Regions from separate parts of the Gasterosteus aculeatus genome. Here region 2 is linked to region 1. The links are chromatin contacts, called in public Hi-C maps. All regions are on one chromosome and are shown on one strand. Each heading gives the region's core, a stretch centred on a gene start, on an enhancer-like site or on the middle of the called end of the contact. The rest is flanking DNA. Distances are from core to core; before and after follow the strand shown.

Evidence for each region. A called contact is a pair of places that touch in the nucleus more often than the background predicts.
Region 2: a contact with region 1 is called in a Hi-C map of skeletal muscle, with 5 times the contacts expected there. The contact joins the promoter of LOC120816499 here to the enhancer-like site in region 1. A contact is called at or near these places in 2 of 6 Hi-C or Micro-C datasets (skeletal muscle and tail fin).

What each region holds. Positions count from the first base shown.
Region 1 is chr3:2,569,045-2,574,531 of fGasAcu3.hap1.1, reverse strand. All of the region lies in intron 1 of LOC120816070 (ephrin type-B receptor 1-B), which reads right to left. Among protein-coding and RNA genes, the nearest start is that of LOC120816070, 5.2 kb to the right of the region's middle. Within about 2 kb of position 3,476, at least 1 of the 9 cell types and tissues checked has open chromatin away from gene starts, as enhancers often do.
Region 2 is chr3:2,789,813-2,795,299 of fGasAcu3.hap1.1, reverse strand. It overlaps LOC120816499, which reads right to left and starts at 2,062. Exons shown (of 28, transcript XM_040172143.2): 1 at 1,800-2,062; 2 at 1,543-1,595; 3 at 1,343-1,405; 4 at 492-715; 5 at 323-395; 6 at 1-135. The coding sequence starts at 1,876.

The sequences.
Region 1 (5,487 bases), core at 2,227-4,726:
CACATTCCACTCCACTCCATCGAGAAGCACCTGAGCGCGTGGCGTACGTATGCACGGTGTGTTCCGCCCGTTCATTTCTCAACCGACTCCACCCAGACATCCGTGCCAATCTGACGAGGGGCTGTCTAACAGTGTGCGAAGCTCACATCAAGAGACGTGCCGCTTTAAATGCCCAGCCTTGGGAGGGGAACGACTTCATAGGAATAAAGGAAAAGGAAGGAGGGGGGGGTTCATACTGTTCAACCATTCAAACCAGAACAGGTTTGGGTTAGGACAGTGCAAAGCCTTTGGTAGATTTAGCAGCAGCCTTAACAAACAAGCTCACAGTATTAGCAAATACACACACGGTGGCTCAGGGAATCTTCTCGACATCGTTCATTACAGCCATGATTTATTTTAAAGCAAAAGGAAAAATCACACTCCCGACAGACATACAAGGACTCTCACATAGATACGCGCACAAGGACATACACAGTCTAAAGGGCTGGATGTGCTTAAGTGTTAGAAGCCAGAGCCACCAGCCTCCTCATTAGCACAAATAAGATCTTAGGCGGATACAGGGCCATCCTTGTCTCTTTGTCCCTCTTTCCTATTACACAAATGAGTCCTTATCCTCGTCCTCCTGCTCGCCTCTAACAAAAAGGGTTGCACATACAGCTTTAAATGGACAACAGAATTATACAAAAATACAATCCAGTGAGTGGGAAATGTTTCAGTTCTGTTTGTATATCTGGTTTTATCGACTTGCTAAATCAACCTATGTTTGGTTGTGCTTTGACCGCAGGTTGCATTACATGGTTTTCATTCCCTCACTATCTGTTCACGGAGGGACGGCAAGGTCAACAGGTCAACGTGGGCAAGGATCACTTTGTGGAAGAATGTATCTAGTAATATTGAGTATTAGATAACAGAATTGGATATTGACATCTTGAATACCTGCCATGCTTGATTTACATTTCTTCTTCTACCTTCTTTTTCCTGAATTCTCAGAACAGAACTTGAAAGTCAAACAAACCACAGTTGATTTTTTAGAGAAATGTCTTTCACCCTATTGTTTTTAAGTTTTACTCCTGGCCAGCGAGGAAACTGCTGGTAGATGAGACATGGTGTCCACTCATCTCCCATTACATGCTTCAAATCAGTAGTTAATTCCCTCCAAAAAGCTCTCTTCAGGGAGCAGGAGAAGTGGACTGCACAGGACAGGCAGCAATTTGACTGGCAAGAGGATTCAGTGTTATGCGGGGTGAAAACTGCCCTCCCACCATTGCTACTCAATGGCCCATCAGCGCCCCTCTCAGAAGCTGCCATTCCATTTTGCACCGCGCCGGCACTTCATTTCTCTCCAACACACAATTTCCATTCGTCACAGCGCAGACGTGCACAGTGAAACAAAGCACAATTTCTCTCTATCTGCACCCTCTCGATCGCAAAAGAAGCCAATGCTTGATAAGAGATTACATTTATGGAGAGAAGAGGGGCCTGGGAATGGCGGAATATGTCCACATGTCCTGAACCTGGGAGAAGCAGTTGGCACTAACTCATTAATAATGGGACAGGCCCCAGGCCCGAGCCCTTAGCTCTCTGTCTCTACTCATTTCCTCTCCACACATCAAAGCCATGTGTGTGTGCGTGTGTTAGCGACCTATGTGTGAGTGTTGGGGCTCTTCTTCATGCATTTCTGTGCTAGCGTGCATGTGTGTGTGTGTCTGCTTCTATGTCCCTATGTGAAACGGCCTGTGGAGGAGCTGGCTTTTATTTAATCAGAAGTGGAGCAGCTTCCGTCACCATCCGTAATTTCAGCCACATTAACGCTCTGCCTCTAATTCCTCTGAGCGCAGCCTCCTCTAGGCTGCAGATTGAATTAAAATGCAAAAATACCACAAAGTTGTTGTTTTTTCCCCTCCTCTACGTCGGCGTCTTCCTAATATTGAACATTTCGACTCCAAAAGCCGGGATTCGCTGTATAAACAGTGTGTTTGATTGTAGGCTTTAAAAAGGTTTCCCACACATAGAAAGTCATCTCACAAAACCCCTGCACCACTCGACCTGCCCCCCTCCCACTCCATAGTCAGCCTTTGCCCCCCCCCCCCAGGCCTTCCTGTTTGCAGACCTTAAGCCTGAGCCGATGGGCTTAAAAGTCAAATTAAATCATTCTGGGTCCGACTTAAAAACAGATCTCATTATAACAATCGTAAATGAAGCCCTTTGTTTCTACAAGCCTCTCATCCCCAGCAGCCTCTTAACCCTCTTCCTGTTCCTGCCTCTATTACGTCTTCAGAATCGGACTTCGGACTCATATTTCACTTTTTTCTCTTGTAGTAAACCCTATAATGCTTCATAAATGCATCTGTTTTCCACTAAGAAAAGGTGCGGGGGTGAGGGGCAGGTGAGGGAAAAGGAAGGGTATAAAAGACGAAAGAACAGAGAAACCAGTTGAAACGACCAATTATTCCAAGGCAAGAACTTTTAGAAGAGGAGGTGGGCAGCTTTTAACTTGGGTTTAATTAAAATTCATTGAAAAAAAAAAAAAAAAGAAAGGCCGAGAAGTCGAGTCAAAAACAGGCGTTTTAGGGTGATTTAGGGAGGACTGGGGAGGACGGGGGCTAAAAGAGGCCCCACGACCCAAGGTCGCCTGGACACTGGGAAATAAGACTCGATAATCAATGCCTTCGCTTCTCGCCTCTCAACTGCGCAGACATCGAAGAGGCTCCCCTTTCCTGCTGACTGAACAACCGTCACCCACTCTGGAGGACAGGTGATAATGGAGAAAAAGAGCCAGAGAGAGAAAAAGAATGAGAAAAAGCAACATTTTTCCCACCACCATCCTTGAGTGGTGGGAAGGCTGGGTCATTGCTCCCAATCAATTACTCGCGTTGCCATTTTCCACTCTGAGTTGCTCGGGGGTTTATTTCTAAGTTCGTGCTCTTAAGCCACAATGAGTATTTCATTGTGTGTGTGTGTTTGTGTATGAGTGTCCATATTGTGTGTTTTCCTTTTGAGGGAACTGGCTTTCACCAGAAAACAGATGACTCACACAGTTTGAGGTTGAACTGTGTCCCGAGCGTCATCCCTTTCACTCCTGTGCTCTAATGCGTTTCGTATGTTGCGGATGCGGTGGGGTCCGCTGGTCCCCGAGATGGGACCGATAAGGCCCGAGCCTTCGTCCCGCAGCCAGTCAGTCACCTGCTCTGATAAAAGGGCCTGAGCACAAAGCCGGACGGGCGGAACCTAACACTGCTGATAGCATCTCCTTCGGGAAAATCCTCTCTGGCCGCAGGAATGTGCAAGAAGACACAGGCGGACGGCATACTGAAGGATAGGACCATGTCCACTTGGCGCCGGGGAGACAACCAGGCTGCAAATAGAGAAAAACCGCATGCTGCTCTCGCCTTCGTCTCTCCCAATGAGAGGTACACAGAAATGTGCGCATGCATACCAGCCCCCAACCTGCATCTACCATCTGGCCTTCCCAAGGCTCACATGTCTCTGGGGTAAGGTGAGCAGTGAGAGAGCATTGTGTGCGTGTATGTGTTATGTGCACGTGTTGTTTCTGTGTGTGCATGAGAGAGAGAGAAGAGAGAGAGAAGAGAGAGAGAGAGAAACAATTCGGTGATCATTCTGTCCAACAGAAAATACGCACTACGCTATTCAAACAACCTGCACAGACCACATACTATTCCCACGATGTCGCATTGACTGCATGCAAGCAAAAGCCTTTCACAATAAAAGGCAGTACAACACATTTACAGCACCGCGGGTACACAAGCTGCAGGCGGGGGGGGTTTCACTGGGGGTCGTCATAGCTGAGTGGGCCGTGTAAGCGCATCTTAACACTGTGGAAAAAAGTAAAGCCTCAATTATGGGATGAGGCCATTTCTGCCGTCCCTGCCAGACGACACAGGCACCCGAAAGCACAATAATAACAACGATGGAATTCTACTTCAGGTTGTCCCAGATCAGCGGTTGTGCCTTTTGGCCCAAACTTGTACACTCGTGTAGCCACTCACACACATAATCCTTTTTATAAGTCTTTTCAGCACTAGCACCTCGACCCGGTGGGCCTGTGTTGCCTCCATATGTTTGTTGTTCTCTTTTCTAACCATTTGAAACAAGGCAGGCAGGGGGAAAGGAGCAATCACACATCTACATCCATTAGAGACTCAACGGGACTCTTTTCACAGACGGCCTCCTCTGCTCAGCTGGTGAGCTCGCACGCACGCGCGCACAATTCACATCGCACAGCAGCCACGATTTCTTAACTCGACGGCGCACCAGTCTCTCAAAGTCACTCTTTTTTTTATTACAAGATTTTAGTCTGTGAGGCAACTTCGATACAGAACCGTGGGGAGCACTTACAGTGTGTTTAGGTGACAATACGACTTGCGCCTGGGAAAATAATGCAAAACATAACGCGCCGTGGAATCTATCAATTGAAGCCTGATTTTTTTTTCAATATTTCAAATGCAATGTGAAATTTCCAAACGGCCAAAAGTGCTTTCCGACTTATAAAAGTTTAAGCAATGACCAATAACACTTGTCCCAACAGGTGGACCGGCCGTGTCTTATCTTCTCAGCGCCACAACTCCATTCCACACGAAACTGTCAGTGCAATTCCAGCTTCCCGCTGCACTGATTAGACATGAACCCAGCAGGCTGATTCTGACCTCCCCACGGGGGAAGGGTGGGGTCGGGTGGGGGGGGGGGGCAGTGGATCAGCTATGAGACAGCAGCTCTGGAGCCAAGTCGGTGTGTTGCCGAAGGACACTTTACCCCAGTCTCTACCGCCGATGGATGCTGCAACATTGCTCCACAACGCACACTCCTCTAACCTTTCCAATCGATACTCCACTCTGGCGCTGGCGCTCCTTATTAATGTGTATCAACGACGTGTGGTTCTGACCTTATTGCCTATTATCTGTCTCGAAGGAAATCATTAATATTGTTTATTCAGGAAGCTACAATATTCATCCCCTTGGCCCCTGAGGAGGAGGCTTTACTTTAGAATAGCACAGGTGCTTAACACAACATCCTAAATGACTGGTTAAAGCACATTACTAATGAGCTCTTACACTGAATGTTGCCGCCGCGCAGCCGAGGCGGCCCGGTGATTGCTTACTTTCGGGGGCCTTGTTAAAACTGCAAGATGCTCATTTGTAAAACAGAAAACCTCTCCTTTTCTGAACCTCACTGACCTCCCTCCGTGGGCTCATACTTTTTTTTTTATCTGCCTCCCTCCCCAGGTCCGTCCTCTAATCGCAGTTTCATCCTCCGTTGCTCTAACCCTCCACCACCCGGTTCCAGGCGGTTAAATGAGCGGGCTTATCTAGGTCTAATTGGTTTAAGGGCAAAAAGAAATAAGCAAGGCTCCGTAAGTAAGGGAGAATTACTGCTGCCGCTGGCAAGAACCATCCGCACACGGGGGGGGGGGACAACGGAGGAATGGACAGAGCAGTGACGAGAACCGTGGGAGACAGAGTTGAATGAAAA
Region 2 (5,487 bases), core at 813-3,312, 220 kb before region 1:
TGGATGCCCCTCTTTGAGGGGTGCAGCTTTGGCCCTCAGGGCACTGAGAGGGGGAGCAAGAGAGCTGACCACCAGGACAGAGGCAGCGAGTGGACTCATCCGTCCACAGCTCTGCGTCAGATTCACACTGGGGTCCTACATGGGATGTGACAGAGTAAACAATCACTTAGGAAGGGTCATAGGAATAACACTAATTCAAGTGTCCCTAACCAGAATTGTCATTGTATGACAGTGATTGTATTCAATTTAACAGACCAAAAAGTAAGCTGTTCTGTATATTAATAATAATAATATTGTACAAGAAGACCAAAATAATATTTACCACATGAGCCTCTCCTTACACCCATCCGGTTAAATTCAAACTGTCCCTCCGTGGATGCTGCTTCGATAACGACCTGATGTAAAAACAGATTATCTATTTGAATATGCACAAGGTTATATTTGAGTATATTTGACCCAATACAGTTTAATTACAGGTTTGTTCATTTCACCTGTGTCCCTGGGTTGATGATGTCCAAAGGGACAAATACTTGTCTCCAAGCATCCCTGTGACGGGGAGGCAAGGTCCAGATTTCTTTCAGACCAACGCTGCTCTTCAGCAGGACACGGAGTTCTGTCCCATTAGTTGCAACTGGGGCTAAGTACCAAAACTCTAGACAGGCCTCGCCCTCCAGTCTCAGTGGACCACTCTCTACAGCTGTCACTACGCCATCCTCTGTAGGTGAAAAGGACAATGAGCAAATGTGTTACCCTAAATGTTTTCCTCCACATAATAAAATGGACTCAAAGGATTTTTCATAAAGGTCTAATGAAACACTGTCGGTAATAATTCAATGACAGTGACCACTCCGCTTGTCTTTAAATCACACAATATGAACGATGAAATACATTATTAACTACACTGGTTCTGAAAGTGCTTTTATCATCAGAACTGGCAAACTTCGTGGTTATTGCAATACAAAAAGAAGCAAATCTGTTTTGGTGCAATCATCGTTAAATCCAAGATTGCTGTTTATAGTGTTTTGTGCTAAATTTGAGCCTTAAGTGTAGGCCCTCTCCTTTCATTGTGCCTGAGAGAGCACCAGACTATAAAAGATTATTAGTCTGCCTCAGATCAGCTGTTGATACACGGCGAGGCACATAGCCTCCCTGTAGATTAAAACAGAACTGTGGACCGATGTTCCAAATCCCCTTAGAGAGGGCGGGACCGCATTGACGTTTACTACTCTAAAGTTATATCTTGGTGTCAAAGCAAAACTCTATCTGAGCTGAACTGTAACCTATCTTGATGACTTTAAAAATTCAATCAATTGCGGTGCCCTTTTGCGCTAATCATCTGTACCTGTTGCATTCCAGTCACAAATCACAGGGCCACGGCTGTCATAGACACACTGTGTAACATATTCTATGAAGAGAAAAAAAGGGATCAAATATAGTTGGATGTACAGTATGCATGTATCTCTATTTATGTTTTTTTTAATTTAATCCTTGTTGTTTATTATATGCATGATGGCGTCTACAACTCTTAGTAAAACGTCATACCTGAATTTGTCCCCCAACCTGGTAAAGTAACTGATGAAAAGTCAATTTCACCCCTGAAATGAAAAAAAGATTTTTATGTTTCTCCAATAACTAATAAAACATACTATTGACCTTAAAATGAAACCAACACAAATCAAAATACAAATATGTTTTAACATGATGACATTCCTATGATCCGTATAATAATATTTCAATTAACACATCATCTCAGATTAAACAGATTAAAATTGACAGATTAAAGTTATTCTGACACCCACCTGCACTGAGTAACTGTTGGAGTTACAAAGAGTAGAGTCACTGTGACCAACAAATTTGGGAGGATGCCTCCAAGCATAGCTGATCCAGTAACGGCAGCTGCTCTCGCGTCGCTAATGCGCTCTCTGTTTGCTCAGTTGAAAAATGAACGATGAGCAGTAACTGTTGTGCCTCTGTGTGGAATCTCAGCTTGTACCGCCAGCACGCCGCGATGTGGACCCTATTGAGTCCGTCTCAGGACAGAAGGCGTGCTTTTAAGCATTCAATGCCCTCCCCACCAACTAAACAGGTAACCTCAGCAGTGGGTGGAGAAGGAGGACTATTGGCGAGAAAGACAATAAGGGGTTGGACTTGATCTCTGTGGCGTAGGAATATTCCCAGAGTGATACTGCAGCTGACACAGTTACTGAAAATAGTGATAGGCAAGGTCAGGGTTCATAGTTAGTGAGGGACAATAATGACCTGTGAGTGATTTGGTTGGTCAGCACAGCATTTTCCGACCATATTTGGTAGTGGTAAAGTTTTGATTATTGATAAGATATCAGTGCACAGTGTAAGGACAAGTGAAAGAAGGGTGATCAAAAGACAGTTCGGAAGACTCGTCTTTTCCAATAATGGGGCATTCCTGAAGCTTGACGGCATGCGTCAATAGAGAGGACGGCTCAAGACAAATATTAGAGCTCTTAAAAACTGTCCAACCGATAAAAGAGGGTCATTGTTCGAGATCAGTGGCACAACATTACTGTGTATCCGTAGAGATCTCTTGTTGGCAAATACACCGCAATTCAGTAACTATCTTAACTGCAGAGATAATTTACAGTGAAAAGACTGCAGCCTGATTTCCTAACAGATAATACCGGCTTTATCTCACTGTATCTCAAGTGTAAAAGGTGAGTGATGAATGCCACAGGAGTGAGTGAGTTACTCATAAACAAGCCCTCACAGGTATGTACAGAGCAGCCCTGTTCTCTACCGGTCCTGGCACAGTCTGACAACCGGAAAAATTCTAGACACAACTGGGAAAAATAACAATAACAGTATAACATTTTTTATACACGTGGTCCATAAATTACCACATGGTGCTATCGAACCCTTTTTTTATTGTCAAAACGGCAGTTGTCCAAAATTGAAAAACGGTGCAATTCGTGGATTCAACATCTATCTGACAAATCAGCTAGATGTTGAATCCACGAATTTTCGAGGTTGCAAAGATGTAAATTGTTTAATGATTAAACTATTTACATCTTTGCAACCTCTACTTAAGACCTGTCCTCTCTCTATATATATCTCCTCAATGTGTTCAGCAGTCTGCAGTTCAGTTAATTGTCACTGATTGATTAACCTGATTGATTACCTGAGACAAACGACTAGTCTCAGGTTAATCAATCGTGGTTTAGTAGTTGCGCTGGACAGCTCAATATTTTATGTTATATACAGTATCTGGTTGAAGCAATAGATTTTTTTGTGGCGTCACATATTTTAAATGTCACATATAGAAAAGTAACAAGATGCAAAGAGATAGATTGATAATTGATGAAAAACAGAAAAAAAGCTCATGGAGTCTTGCTGGTCTACAATTACACCCAAGGTTTTATATATATATATATTGGGTCACTTGCTTTCTCAATCATAGTACACAGATCTTGAGAGCCGATTTCTTTTTGAGGTTCCATTTGAGAGTATCAACCATATTCTAAATCTTTAATTCACTCGACTAAACTTCCATTTCCTGAATTCGGAGTGCTCGGTTGCAAATGCCAGATCATTTCTGCTCATGTGCAACTCTGAACAAAGATGAGACGTGAGTGAGATGGCTCACGCCTTAGTTACTTCCCTTATCAGGTTGATGTATCAACACGACCTGGCATTTTACATGTTCCCGACAATGGGCAATCCTTGTTGTCGCGCCTCGCTTTCTACTTTAATATGCTCATAATAATTACTAAAAGGGAGTGTCCCGTCTGCTGATAAGGGTTAACTTGAGGTCAAATGCATACAAAGATATACCCACCTCTGAGGAACCATGATGTATAGTCACCAACATGGCAACCTTTCTGCCTCACCCAAAGGGGAACATATGCAATAATACACCAATTGGTTGCATTGTCACAATACTCTGTTAAAAATAGAAAGATGCAATAAAGCAGCAAATTCTGCTCAATTACACACCTATGAATTCATAAACCTGTTCTTGTCTTTTGGGGGGAAATGTATCGTATTGTACTTAAATCTGAACATATGCAGACTGGACCGTCCAAACTCATCAAAAATTAAGTGATATCATTGCAAAGGTATTTTATTTTGACTGCGGACCATCCGGTTCTGCCCTCCCTTACTTATCATGGAGACCATAACAAAGCTGGGATCGTACGTAGAAGAGCACTACTAGATATTTGATTGAGGAGAGAGGTCGTCCTGAGAAGGAGTTTGATACTTCCAATCTAATCCTGGAACTGTAAAAAGAATCCCACCTGGCGAGAGATCTTTGATGCAGTGGATCTTTGGAGTCCCGCTTCCTGCACATTCGGGTTGCCGGACACCGTTGTGTCCTGGTTAACATCGGTCGGACTATACATGTGAAGGGCACACTGCATGTCTTCAGTCAAGAAATAAGGCCATTAATAATCAACCTTGCTGATGTGGGGGAAGAAAGGAACAAGGGGCCAAGAACAAGTTCAAAGTTATATAATTTGGGCTTTTCCAAAGAGCGTTGTGGACTGCAAAGGCTCCGATCCATGACTAACAGTTAATACGCTTGCGTTTGCTCTTTGAAGTTCCCCTTTGGCAAACCAAAGCCACTTAAAAAAGGACCCCATAGTAAGATAAGGATGCTATTTTGCAATAAAGGAGAGGTACATTATTCATTGGAAATCTCAAGGAGTAAACATTTTCTGTGTGGGAGGGTAGTTATGACTAAGCAAGTCTCAAGTTAGAGATTAAAATATGAACAATTTGAGATTTTTACACTTAAACAAGATTATCAGCGGTTCTATGTGTACGTTTGAGTTAAAGAGCAAGTATGCTTATCGGACAGAAAAACAGCATTTCTAATACACAAAACTGACCTTAATGTTTTATGACAGTTTTGATATAATAATAAGGATTCCATTTACAATATTTTTGTGAATAAAAGTTGCAGACGTTTTTTTCAGGGGGTCAGATGAGGACAAGCACACCAAACATATTGGGTGCTAATTTACATCCCCACCTTGCATCGCAGAATAGAGTTTAATTGGAGGAAAAACGAGGCGTGAAATGCCACGCCGAGCTTTGACGCTTGTAGTAACACTGTGAAAATGGGCGAGGAAGTGCAATCAAGATATTTACATATTACGTTGTTATTAGAGCAGCGTAATGTGTGTGTTGTGTGTGGTTGAGCGACGGAGAAGGTCACCTTGGTCCCTACTGGGGACAGGGAGGGCCGATCTTGTTTTTATGGTTGTGATGTCACTAGAGGCACACAGACAGAAATCCCCTTTCAGAAAAGCAATTCGTTTTTTCAGAAACACATTTTGCTTTTACCGTTGTGTAAACTGTATAATAATAAGGTTTGTTGCCCAGCCATCATGCTGAAAATAATCAAGCCAAGACCAACTACTTACTTCTGAGTACAACAAAGCCTCCTTGTGCCACATTTGATGAGCCTGAAACCCTTACATATGACCTAAATCTTTTTGTCTAAGGTAAAAC